4 separate regions of the Mus musculus genome follow, and all the other regions are linked to region 3. Evidence: chromatin contacts called from public capture Hi-C and promoter capture Hi-C data. All regions are on one chromosome and are shown on one strand. The core of a region is the stretch at or near the end of the contact, and the rest is flanking DNA. Distances in the headings are between cores, read along the strand shown. Region 1 holds the start of Clec4a3 (C-type lectin domain family 4, member a3). Region 2 holds the start of Clec4a4 (C-type lectin domain family 4, member a4). Region 3 holds the start of Clec4d (C-type lectin domain family 4, member d). Region 4 holds the start of Clec4a1 (C-type lectin domain family 4, member a1).

What was found. Promoter capture Hi-C pulls out the DNA fragments that hold promoters and counts their contacts. Capture Hi-C pulls out chosen DNA fragments and counts their contacts.
Region 1: a contact with region 3 is called in a promoter capture Hi-C map of macrophages, with 7 read pairs. The contact joins the promoter of Clec4a3 here to the promoter of Clec4d in region 3. A contact is called at or near these places in 10 of 39 promoter capture datasets (the C10 cell line, cranial neural crest, embryonic stem cells and 5 more), 2 of 484 Hi-C or Micro-C datasets (bone marrow-derived macrophages and peritoneal macrophages), 4 of 115 datasets of contacts at active chromatin or transcription factors (the HPC-7 cell line, bone marrow-derived dendritic cells and bone marrow-derived macrophages) and 3 of 9 other capture datasets (adipose tissue, liver and macrophages).
Region 2: a promoter capture Hi-C map of liver shows a contact between it and region 3, with 3 times the contacts expected there. The contact joins the promoter of Clec4a4 here to the promoter of Clec4d in region 3. A contact is called at or near these places in 5 of 39 promoter capture datasets (the C10 cell line, embryonic stem cells, macrophages and 1 more), 1 of 484 Hi-C or Micro-C datasets (bone marrow-derived macrophages), 3 of 115 datasets of contacts at active chromatin or transcription factors (the HPC-7 cell line and bone marrow-derived macrophages) and 4 of 9 other capture datasets (adipose tissue, bone marrow-derived macrophages, liver and 1 more).
Region 4: a capture Hi-C map of macrophages shows a contact between it and region 3, with 5 times the contacts expected there. The contact joins the promoter of Clec4a1 here to the promoter of Clec4d in region 3. A contact is called at or near these places in 15 of 39 promoter capture datasets (the 3T3-L1 cell line, the C10 cell line, the HPC-7 cell line and 9 more), 1 of 484 Hi-C or Micro-C datasets (bone marrow-derived macrophages), 7 of 115 datasets of contacts at active chromatin or transcription factors (acute myeloid leukemia, bone marrow-derived dendritic cells, bone marrow-derived macrophages and 1 more) and 4 of 9 other capture datasets (bone marrow-derived macrophages, embryonic stem cells, liver and 1 more).

The regions. Positions count from the first base shown.
Region 1 is chr6:122,951,079-122,953,934 of GRCm38.p6, reverse strand. It overlaps Clec4a3 (C-type lectin domain family 4, member a3), which reads right to left and starts at 1,291. Exons shown (of 6, transcript NM_153197.4): 1 at 986-1,291. The coding sequence starts at 1,067.
Region 2 is chr6:122,989,082-122,992,170 of GRCm38.p6, reverse strand. It overlaps Clec4a4 (C-type lectin domain family 4, member a4), which reads right to left and starts at 1,804. Exons shown (of 6, transcript NM_001005860.2): 1 at 1,723-1,804; 2 at 295-411. The coding sequence starts at 1,804.
Region 3 is chr6:123,260,381-123,263,410 of GRCm38.p6, reverse strand. It overlaps Clec4d (C-type lectin domain family 4, member d), which reads right to left and starts at 1,304. Exons shown (of 6, transcript NM_010819.4): 1 at 1,049-1,304. The coding sequence starts at 1,076.
Region 4 is chr6:122,920,577-122,923,718 of GRCm38.p6, reverse strand. It overlaps Clec4a1 (C-type lectin domain family 4, member a1), which reads right to left and starts at 1,871. Exons shown (of 6, transcript NM_199311.2): 1 at 1,640-1,871. The coding sequence starts at 1,745.

The DNA.
Region 1 (2,856 bases), core at 42-2,541, 310 kb after region 3:
ATAATAAGAGAATGTAAATATGAAACAATCATGTTAATTTTAGAAACATTCCAAAATATAGAATAATTCATTCTTAACATTGAGGATAATTGTCGCCAATATTTGATATTCATTTTCCAACACGTTTAAAACTTTCACACATAAATTCATATTTTCTGCAATTGGCACATCATAAATACTGATTTGTGGCTTTTTTTTTTTCATTAAATCGTGAATTTTTTCCTTTATAATTTTTGTATTATTTCTGAGACAGAGTCTTGGTATGTTCCCAAGGTAGACCTTGAATTCATTATGTAATCCAAGCTGGCCCCAAACTTATAGCAATCCTCTGTCTCAGCCTCCTGAGTTTTGCTACTACAGACATGGGGTGAAACATCCAACCATTTTTTTTAATATCATCATGTCTTCTTTATCAGTTTTATAATGACTGCAGAGTATTTCATCTTATACTTTTAAAGTCTTACTTCCAACTGCAAAGAATGTGATAGTCAAGAAGTATTTGTAAACCTTTGTATACCTTTATGGTAACAATCGCTACATTTTTAGTCACCACTTCTAAAAGAGTTACAATACTTTCCAACCATGTGTAAGGTCCTGCTTTCAGTCTCCATCACTGGGATGAAAAGAGTGAAAGAAGCTATGCAACACTTAGATACCAAACAAACTATGCTATGTTATCAAATAGAGAGTGGGGAATTATTATACAGTAGCCTAACTTTTGAAACAATATGGTACACATATTTATGTGTATCTACATGTAGAAAAGATACAATATACTCGTATGGTATTATTTTTCTCTAGATGGTAAAAGTAAAGACAACACTTTCTCTTCTCCACTGTACAATCCTATGACCTTCCATGTCTGTCTACAGGCAACACACTTGGCTGAGGCTCCAGGGACCTGCAGGCATAGCCGCATCTAAGACCATCTGTCTTTGTCCTTTACCGAATCACTAACTGGGAGCAGCAGAAAATGCTTTCTTACCTGGCCAAGAGTCTGTGTCGATGTCTGAGGAGTCAACTTTATTTTTGAAGTTCGTGTTAACATAAATGTTTTCTGAAAACATGTTGAGATGAAAGTTTCCCCTGCCCTCAGAAGATGTGTGTCATCCCGTCTTTAAAATATCTCCTGAACAAGAAACAAACGTGACAGCAAATAATCCTGACACCAGCTAGAAATGAGAGGCAGTAACAGACAGCTGCCCTCAGCTTGCAGCACTCCCCTGGCCTGCAAAGGGAGTATCGCGGACAGAAAATGCATTCCGTCCAATCATAGAATTACAGCTATACCAAGAACCCAGTGGGTGAGAGAAGAAAACAGGAAGGAATGAAAAAGAGGAACCAGGGCATTAGAGAAGTCAAACTCCCTACGGAGTTGAGATTCTGACACTCACCCTGAGGCACCCTCCGCAATCAGGCCTCCTTTACCCAGCATGTGCCAAGTTCTACTCGTGATCTCTGAAGAGCTGCCAGTGGGTCTTCCTGAGTCTCTAGCACCACACTCAAGTCCCTGTCACGGACAGAAGCATTCTTCATCCCAAAGGCACCTAGTACACACCCTAGACTGTGGCACCACGCAGGGACAGTCTCTTCACCCTTCTCAGTCTCTGGAAACCGTTCCAGCACTGCCTTATGCATGGGCACTCTCTTTAACCTGCCTGGGTTCTGACAGGCCATTTCCTCCACATCCTAGCAAGGATTCTCTCTTTATCTTGAAAGTCGCTGAGTTTCCAGCTTGTATTCTCCACTGTCAGTCACATCCTGTGCCTCGCCTAGCTCCTGAAACCCATGCCTGGTTTGTGAGAAAGGTCCAGCCATCCGGTTTAGTCTCGGAATCTCAGCCTGATTTGGAGCCAAAACTATGCACGGTCCCCATCCTCCCAAATGCCAAGGTATCATCCCACGCTGCTCCTTGAGGACCCTCTGCTCACTCGTTTGGGGTTCTGACTTCCTGTGAGAAGTGCCCCAAGCATGGGTGCCTGCCTCACCCTATTTGAGTTCAGACTCCTCACCTGCCCGCTGTCAGACACAGCTGCCCTCCTCACCTCTCAGGTTTGTGGACCCACCCCCAAGGCCATGCGCTTTCTCATCAGCATGCCAATATTCCCCTCACCGCTTAGGGCTTCAGTTCTGCCATCAAGCCAGCCCTCTGCACAGTCAGATCATCGCATCCTACTATGGACACCTGCCCTGACTGAAATTGAATTATTTAGTAAGCAAAGAGAAAAATCACATTTTTAAAGGATAGAAGAAGGGCAAGAAAATTCGTAGTTCTCTGTACGAGGTTCCGGGACGCAGTGATTCATGGACACATACCCTCTCGCCTGTAATTGCTCGCTCCCAGAGACCATCCTTCAAGCTCCTTATGCAAAAGTGAGTTCTAAAATTGCCGCTATCTCCCTAGGGGAAAAATTCACATTGTGAGCTAACTACACTGTGTCATCCACAGTCCCGTACCCAGCTGGCTTATAGCAGCAAGCACTTATTTCTCAATCACAGTTTATTTGTGCTTAGGATCTGCATACGGATGACTGTAGTGATGCTTCGTCATTCTGGAGCCAAGGCCACAGAGCAATTGAACATGCATCACACTCCTCTGTTTTAATATGGTGGTCAGGACCGGCGGTATAGTATGACAAGCATCTTTTACCTTCAAGTCTTTTGTTTGCTAGCAAACCTGACAAGCTGAGTTAAATCCCTGGATCTCACATGGTAAGCGAGAACCATCTCCTGCACATTGTCCTAACTTCCATGTTCATCTACCTGCACGCATACACACACACACACACACACACACGTGTGTGCACGCACGCACACACATGCACACGCACATGCACGTACACTAAATAAATAAAC
Region 2 (3,089 bases), core at 555-3,054, 270 kb after region 3:
AGCTGAAGAACTCTTCTTGGACAATTTCTTCCTAGCTCTTTCTTGTCCACAAGTTCACATTAGATGAAAGAGCCCTGTACACATACAGCTTGACATCTTGATGCAAATGAAAAAAAATGTAGATTTGACCTCTTAGCCTAATAAAGACAGTCCCACACAGACACTCATGAATGTGATTTTAATTTTCACCAAAGAATATTTCTTCTTCATATTTCCATTAAATGCCAACTGCTAGAGTGGAACCTGTCTTCATCTAAGGCAGACAAGGCCCATTGATGTGTGCAGGATACTTACTGATAAAAGCAACTAAGAATGTGATTGCCAGCAGCAGGAGAAGTAGCATCAGGGATGTAAGAAGCAGTGAGGGGGAACCAGGCTTTCTTAGATCACGGATAGGTTTCTCTCTGGGAGCTAGAAGGAGAAGCACATTCATTTCATGAGAAATAAGTCCATCCTTGTTTCTTCTTTTCCACACTTCTTTTTTCCCATTTTGTCTAGGATACATAATTTACTAATAGTATGAACATTTCAAGTAACAGAAAAATAAAAGCACAAACTTACACTGTTGAAATAACTGATATTAATATTTTGAGATCTGAAAAATATATATGTGTGTGTATATACATATATATGTGTATATATGTATATATATGTACATATATATATATATATATATATATATATATATATATATATATATATATATGAAAATACTTGGTTCATAGCCTTTCATGGAGGTGTGTGTGTGTGTGTGTGTGTGTGTGTGTGTGTGTGTGTGTGTGTGTGTGTGAAGGGAAGTGTAATGAGGTAGGATCTCACTGTGTAGTACTGGATGGTCTGCAACTCATTATGTAGACCAGACTGGGCTCAAATCTTCAGTGATCCTCCTGCCTCTGCCTCCTCAGTGCTGGAATTAGGCCAATCCTGGCCCTTGCAGTAAATCTTAAAGTATGTGCATATAAAGTGTTTTCCTGCATGATGACCCAACATAAATAGTGCCACCTGGCCTACAACTTTTCTTTACATTAGTATTGTAAATACATTTTCATTTCACTATGTTTTCTTAGTGTTCTTTATTATAGATTCAGCACTGTATACATAAATAACTTCCAAACTGCCAAAATATTAAAGACACATATACAATAACAGATAAATATTTCTATTCATAGTCCATCACTTTAGCATAATGTCTGTCTGCTAGCCACCACCACATGGCTGGAAACTTCATGGAGGAAGGTACAATTTAGTGGCACAGCAACTAGCCATCAAGTGAGAGGTTCTTCTGTGATCTATAGTATAAATGAAAAAGTTCCTTCAAGATAAAATCTCAACACAGAAACAGTTTTCATGAAGTTACAAAATACTGTCAAACATAGAAGGTAGAGATCACTATTAAACAATATGACTTCATTTTCAGAAAAAAAATGTATTTATGCTCATTTGTATAGAGCAGTAAATGCAGCAAGATTCAAGGTTTAGTTTCTGTAAATGGCAAGAGCAAAAAACATTCTGAGAAAGCTTTTCCTTCCCACTATAAAACTGTCCAGCTCTTCAAGTTGATCTACAAATAGTTTAAACAACTAAGACTCCAGTAAAATACCAGATGGGAGCGCTCAAAGAATCATTCACAAATACCACCTAACTTTGCTAGTGGCCATTCCTTTATCCTCCAGTCTACATAAGTACAGAAAGGTGGTTTTGTTTCCTTTTGTTTTGTTTTACCTGCAGGACATTTTGAGTAGGTGTCCAAGGAGTCGGATTCATTCGTGATCCTCACTTCTGCATAAGTGATTTCTGAAGCCATTTCAAGAAAAGACCTGCCTCCCTCAGAAAGCACAACTCATTCTCTCTCTAAGGCTCTGTAGTATGTGAGAACCAATTGCAGCAACAGGTTGTCATGTCACACAATTGTATGAAAGAAGAGGCATGTCTCACTAGGTTAAACCACATGAGAACAAGAAACCACAGCACGGAATCACTCAGGTCACACAGGGGAAATCCAACCTCTTAATACAAGAAAATAAGAATTGTAGCCCTCAAACCCACTCAGCGAGGTATGCAAGGACTGCAAAGTGGGAACTCAAAGGGGGAAGAAAAGAAATAGGAAGGAGAAGAAAAGAGGAACCATGCTATTAGAGAACTCTATCCTAAGACACAGCAAACATAAACTCGCGCAGTTCTATATGCAAACCAGTTTTCCTTTTTTTTAAGGAAAACCAGACAAAATGGGCAAACACTTAAGACATGACATTGATTTTGACTGAAGAAACAAATTGTGATATCACATTCTAGAGGATCGTTGTCCCTCACTGCCACGCACTTCAGTCGAGTCAGCTTGACAGACTGTGAAGCCTAAAAGCCACTCACAAGGCAGAGAGTTTCAAGGAAGCTCACCTCCTGGAGTTTATCCATATACTCTATTCCTGCGTTAGTCTGGTGTATGGATCTATGAGCTCTCTTTTAATATTTTATTATAAATACCTTTTAAGATTAAATTATGTTATAGTTAGTCTCCCCAGTGTTCCAAGATCCCAGAAGCGGCCAGAGCTTAAAATCCTGTGAGAAGGCAGTAAGGAAGTTAGCCTATTCAGTAACTAATTAAGCATTACAATAGACAGAGCCAGTGGCTCAACTGGTCTGCAGAAAGAGCCAGAGAATCTCTCCAAGATAGAAATCTTCAGTAAGGCTACATTGAATATTAAAAGCAAGTTGGTATATTCTCCTGACAACTGGAGATTCTCCAGATACTTAAAAGTTACACTCATATAAGAATTTAGCAAGGCCTAGGAAATTAGGTGGGTTGTGATATTACATTATTCTTGAGGTCTGCCAAGAGCAGAACCCCCTGGTGCTAGCCTTCACAAGGTTCACAGGTATAACACTAAAGTGTAAAATCCTTGCCTGTCACTAAGCTGACCCTAGACAGGACTGCTTTATCTTTACTGTAAACATTTACCTGGTTCCTGTAAATCCTTTTAAAGTCATTCCTTTGTTTTGTACCTGGTAACTTCAATGTACCTTGCCTGCTGTGACTTCCGACCCTTGTATTTTCTGTACTATAAAAAGTTTGATGCTCAACCTGACAAATA
Region 3 (3,030 bases), core at 55-2,554:
TCACCCTCCCCCTCCCATCCCCAGGAATCCCCTACATGTTCCCACTTCCCTTTTCACGTTCTCTCCTTTGCTGCCTTGTCTCTGTAATCCACTCAGTCCACTAAGTGCTGTCTACTGGAATGTTGACTGATCTTGTTAGTTTAATCTTATGCCAAGTCTTGTGCAGGTGACAATAGCTACTAGGAGTTCATGGCTGCAATGGCCATGTCTTATCCAAAAGATGTATCAATAGCTTGCTTATAAGTAATATAATATAATTACTATAATAAAGCATTATTTCACAGTCTCACAGTGCAGATCCAGTAGCATCCTTTAAATCAATCGGGAAACCAGGGAGAGTCTCTGGCATACTATGAGCCTACATCTATATGTTCTATGTACTATTTTTCTCTCTTCTTGTCAAAGGAATCTTCCAAAGTATTTAATTCTCCTTTTCATTTTATCTCATTTCTTTTTAAAATATACTTTATCTCCCCTCTTGCTTCTATCTGATTTTAGGATCTCCTTTCCTTGGTCTTAGCATCTGTTACACAGCTTACCAGGAATCAGCCATGTCCTTTGTCTCCATCAAGGCCATCCTCATTGTGTTCTAATACCCCTCTTCTTAAATCTTTACACTGCCATCAATTCACATTTTAAAATTATAGTCATGAGTACTTAATCTAGTTAAATGTGAAAAGGGCTGAGCATGATCACATATCAACTAAAGACTCAGCCCTCAAAAGTTGGAAGAAAGGAGGTCAAGTCTGAGGCAATCCCAGGCTACACAGAAAATTCAAGACCAGCCTGTGCTACGTAACAAAACTTTATCTTGAAGAAGGAAGAGTTAAGAGAAAGAGGGGCGAAAGACAAGGAGGAAGAGGAGGACCATGGGAAGAAAGGAAGGGGAGAAGAGAAAGAAAGTAGGAGGGGGAAGTGGATGGGTGGATAAATGATTGATAGATAGGTAGATAAATAGATAGATAGATAGATAGATAGATAGATAGATAGATAGATAGACAGACAGACAGACAGATAGACAGATAGACAGATAAAGAGAGAGACTCACATTTCATTTGGGATTCTTCCAGCCACATTATGTGTGTCAAGAGATTCCAGTCTGCTTTTTACTTCTTGCCCAGAGTGTATATTTCCATCACAAGTATCTCTTCAGAAACATTTAAGATTGGACATCAATACATCTGTCTTATTCTGGTAAGATCAGTAAGTGTTCAGTACAAGAGAGCCAAGTGAAAAAGAATAAATCTTAAAAACAGAGTTTCCTCTAATGTACTAGAACACAGGGAGCAAAGAGGAAAAGGAAATTGAGAAAGCAACCCCAAAGCCAGTAAAAACTTCCAGAAGTGTGTCATGTAAGATTTCTCAATGTGTTTTTGCTACTCATATGTCATGTTTTCAAAGGTAGTTTGAGGTAAAATGAGGCTTAGAAAGTTCTCTAGCTCAATGAAATATGTCCAAAATAACAATGAACAAAGCTTTTAACATAGATTTTGTGCACATGGTGCATGTAAAGACATGAAATCCTTTGCTTTAGAACAGAGGAAGAAGTTGGTGAAGCCACTGATTAGATTTCAACATTTTCTCAGGTAAGTGAAAGTAGGCTTGTTACGGCAAAGGAAGAAAAGGTTGTATGATAGACACTATTGTGATCTCTGGTTCCACCTACAGGATTATTAAAGAATGGACATTTGTGTTCCTCCAAACTTTATTCGTTGAAGCCATAAACACTTCTGTTGGTGTTTAAAGGTGGAACCCAGGGAGGTCACTAGAGTTAGCTAAGTTCGTAAGTGGGGAGTCCTTATGATAAAACTACCATGCTTAGAACTCTGTCTCCTCTCACCCTCGTCTCATCTCTCTCCTCTTTCTTCTCTCTTCTCTCCTCTCTCCTCTCCCCTCTCCCTAGTCCCTTCTCTCCTCTACCCTCTCCTTACTCCTTCTCCTTTCCCCAACCCCTTCTAGAATACTGGGACACAGCAAGAGAGCAGCCTTCTCCAAGCTTAGAGAAGGGATCCCACCACAAAGAGACCTTGCACATATAGCCCCCATATATTCATGAGAATAAATATATACCATGCATCTATAGCACTGTTGTTGTGTCTGAACTCAATTATCATAAATACCCAGCAGCTTAGAAATGTTTCTTAAAGTCTATTGTACAGCATATAACACCTTTCCTGATTTTTTTTTTCCTTAGCGTCATAGGAGGCTTGGAGAAAGTAAGATCTGAGTTCTTATTGTGTATTATTCTTGTGTCAAAATTAGCAAAGTGATGGGCCTGTTGGCTAAATTCCATAATTTTCCTAGATAACAGACAGCAAGTTTATCAAGGGGGAAGCAGCAACAAAATCAGAAACAAAACTGAAAATCAGATTCTAAGCTAAGAAATCTTTACAAATGGTAAAAGGCAAAATGGACATCTTGATAGGTCTCCAAAAACAAATTTAACTTCAGTTAACAAAAATAATTTATTTCATTATGACAATGAAATATTTGATTATTATTTGAATGTATAAGGCTCACTATGGATTCACAATTATTCAGAGAATAAATAATTCATATGTCATAAAACATAAATAAATGTTATAGATGTCATCCGTTTTCAATGGATCTCATTCATCAAATAATTATGATTATGCACATTAAAATATGTATTATTTTCTTAAATGAAGACTACATACATATTTCCAGTATAGCTATATAGTGTTTTGTTTTTGTAAAATTAAATAACAGATACAAGAAATTATAAGGCAAGCGATTGTGGGCAGATGAGTCCATTCTGTACTCAGAACAGAAAAGGCCAACATGTGTAAGCCATTACACCTAATAACAGGAAGAGGAAAAAGCCAGGCACCCACACATAGTGAAGGTTCATAATGTACAACAAAAGGGAGTCAAATACATTCATCAGAAGAGTTAACAATGCAGGCTTTCCTCCAGAAGATAAATCCCCAATGTGGCCCTCTGGGTTGTGGCCTTGTGGTTTGGGAAATTGGCAATCAGTGACGCACATAACACGAGCCGGTCATGCAT
Region 4 (3,142 bases), core at 622-3,121, 340 kb after region 3:
TACATGTGTGCACATTTCCCCATATGACTGACATATCACAATCACTTTGTTTGTTTGTTTGTTTGTTTGTTTGTTTGTTTGTTGGGTTTTTTTGGGGGGGTGGTTTCGTTCTTTTGCTTTTTTGGTTTTTTTTTTTTTTCGTTTTTTCGAGACAGGGTTTCTCTGTATAGCCCTGGCTGTCCTGGAACTCACTTTGTAGACCAGGCTGGCCTCGAACTCAGAAATCCACTGCCTCTGCCTCCCGAGTTCTGGAATTAAAGGCGTGTGCCACCACACCCGGCACAATCACTTATTTCTGCTCTGTTATTTTCTGGACATTTTTCTGTCACCATATTTTCTTCTTTAATGTTCTTTATTATGGCTACATAGAACTTTGTTGTATATTGAAATAATCTCCCAAACTGCCTCTAGCATTACTGTGAAGCATGCAAAACTGACTAAGTCTGTATAAGCATACTTCCCATGTTTCTGATATGGTCTAATGTCATCTTTTTAGCTGTCTCTTGATTAGAAACCATTTTCTGAGTTGACAGAGACTGAGGGGGGAAGAGGCATAAAAGAAAGGGAGAAAGAAGAAGAGAGTAGTGGGGAGGAAGAGGCAAATGTCACAGCTGCTTTCACACTTGGTGAACTTAGATGTGTGGTGTGTATGTGTGTGTGAATGTATTTGTGTATGTATGTGTGAGTGCTGGTGTGTATGTGTGTTTGTTTATGTGGGTGTGGGTATGTGTGCATGTATGTGTGAATGCATGTATTGTGTATGCTGGTGTGTGTGTATGCTTCTGTGTGTGTGTATGCATTTGTGTGGAGATATATGAGTGTGTTGGTGTGTGGGTGAGTATGCATTTATGTATGTGTGCACATGTATATTCGTGTGTGTGTGCATTTGTGTGAGGAGTGTGTGTGTGTGTGTATGTGTGTGTGTGTGTGTGTGTGCGTGCGCGCACATGTGTGTAGAAATAGATATGTGCCATGAAAGCAGAAGGGAGGAATATTTCAGAAAGAGGAAGGGATGATCAAGAGAGCAAGGAGAGAGAATGGGATAGGGTTAGGGATGTACACAAGGGATAGTGATGTCTGTATAAAATGCCAAAATGAATCAAATGGTTGGCTTACACGCTAGCTAAAAATTAAATAAAATTCTCTCAGAAATAGTATAGACCCTAGTAACTCTAGCAATAGAACTTATACTCAGCAAGGATGAGGCCCTGCTTCCTGTCCCCAGTATGGGTGGAGAAAGGGACACTGAAACTCCCCTTCAAGATAAAACTATCCCCCAAATATCAATATCTGAAAGTTATGACATGCTGGTAAGTAAACAGAAAACAAAGTAATAGATAACATTATTTTCACAGGTAAAGTATCGTTTTACATACATAAAAAACATGCAGTAGAACTCAAACTTTCTCTAAAGACAGTATCCTGAACTCATTTCTTTGCCCAGTACAAGGCAAAGCCTTTCAAAGCTACTTGACAGACAGTTGAACCTGCTGAATTATCTCCTGTCTCACACCACAGCCTCTGAGACAGCCAGCACCAACATCCCGCAGGCCTTGTTCGTAAACACCTTCTTTCATTTCACCATTAGCTTAGAACACCAGAAAATGATTCACTGTTCTGGGGGTGCAGGAAGGTTTACCTGAAGACGAGTCTGAGACGGTACATGAAGACGAGTCTGAGATGAGGCCTGAGGAAACAGGTTGATTTTTGAAGTTCACGTCAGTATAAATGTTTGGTAATGCCATATTGAGAAGAGACCTGCTTTCTTCAGAGAACCTGTGTCAGTCTTAATACACTTAATATAAACGAGAAATAAACATGGTAAGGATTAATCCAGCATCCAGGATAAGGTGCAGAGACACTTAATGGGCAAGTACCTCTGAGAGTACAGCATGAAAATTTAAAACCACAGGGTGGAACTCTCTGGGCCACAGAGGGCTGATCCCCACAACCAGAAAAAAAAAAAAAAAAAAAAAAAAACAGAATTGCAAGCTTCAAACGCATTTGTCATGGATATGCAAACACTGTGGACACTGTGGCCTGAACAGGGAAGAGGAAGAAAAGTGGCAAGGAAAGGAAAAAGAGGAACCAGGCATTAGAGAAGTTTCCCCTGAAACCGGTGCTCTCAGCACTCCACAGCAGAGTTTGGGCATTTCCACACACAAACGTGATTTCTGCAACCAACATGAGCTAAAGCTGCCTATAGGGAGAAACAACATTCACTCTAGCCAAACAGCCGAGTTCTGACCTCTCCATTCTAAGAGGGTCCTTGACCTTGGCATCTTTCTGGCTCTTCAGAATGTGCACCACTGTAAGACAGGGCAGATTTCCAAAGTCTGCAACCTGTGTTCCTTCATCTTGGGAGTGAGGAGCTCCTAAAAACCAAGCCAAAGCCCTGGGATGGCTCTGGACTTTGTCTTCTGCTGTGTCGAGTTCCCACCTCTTCTAGCAGTTCTTCTGCTTTCTCCAGATTCCCTGGGAGACTCTGGAGGCTGGCAGACTGTGCCTGGCTGTCATCTACCATCTTCACTCATGCTATGTGCTGCTTTTTAGAGTGTGCGCGCACACACACACACTGCCCCGTATGCATGCTCCCTACACAGACCCTGAGATCATTTCTCCCGAGTGTCTCAAGTTTGTTCTATATCTTCTCAGGAACATGAGAAGCTCAAGGCACTGGGAGATTAAACCTTATGTGTCTTACCTACGGAGTCAACACAGTTCTTCACAACTCAGGAATAGGAGGATATGCTTTGTCAAGCTTGGCTGTGAAGCATGGATGCGCACACAATCACATACATGCCTGCAACGCACATACCACAGCATCGAGACGCTGTGGGCTGCAAGGAGCAGGCCCTCCTTCAGTAATGTGGCAAAGTTGCAATTGACAAGAGAAGCCACAGAAAAATTAGATACCTGAGGAGAAAAAGGCCAAATGCTAGGAAATCAGCAGCATTCTTAAAATAGCTGAAGGATCAGAAACAAACATTAGGTCATTTAAACTGAGTGCTGTGAAATAGTTTAAAAGATATCCACATAACTAGCTCAGAATAAACCAATGAACCATCCACCAATCCAAGGGAGGCCCAGCCCCAGGAGAACTCACCAGCAGCCACCCAAGAAGGCAGTGATGGATGGTGAG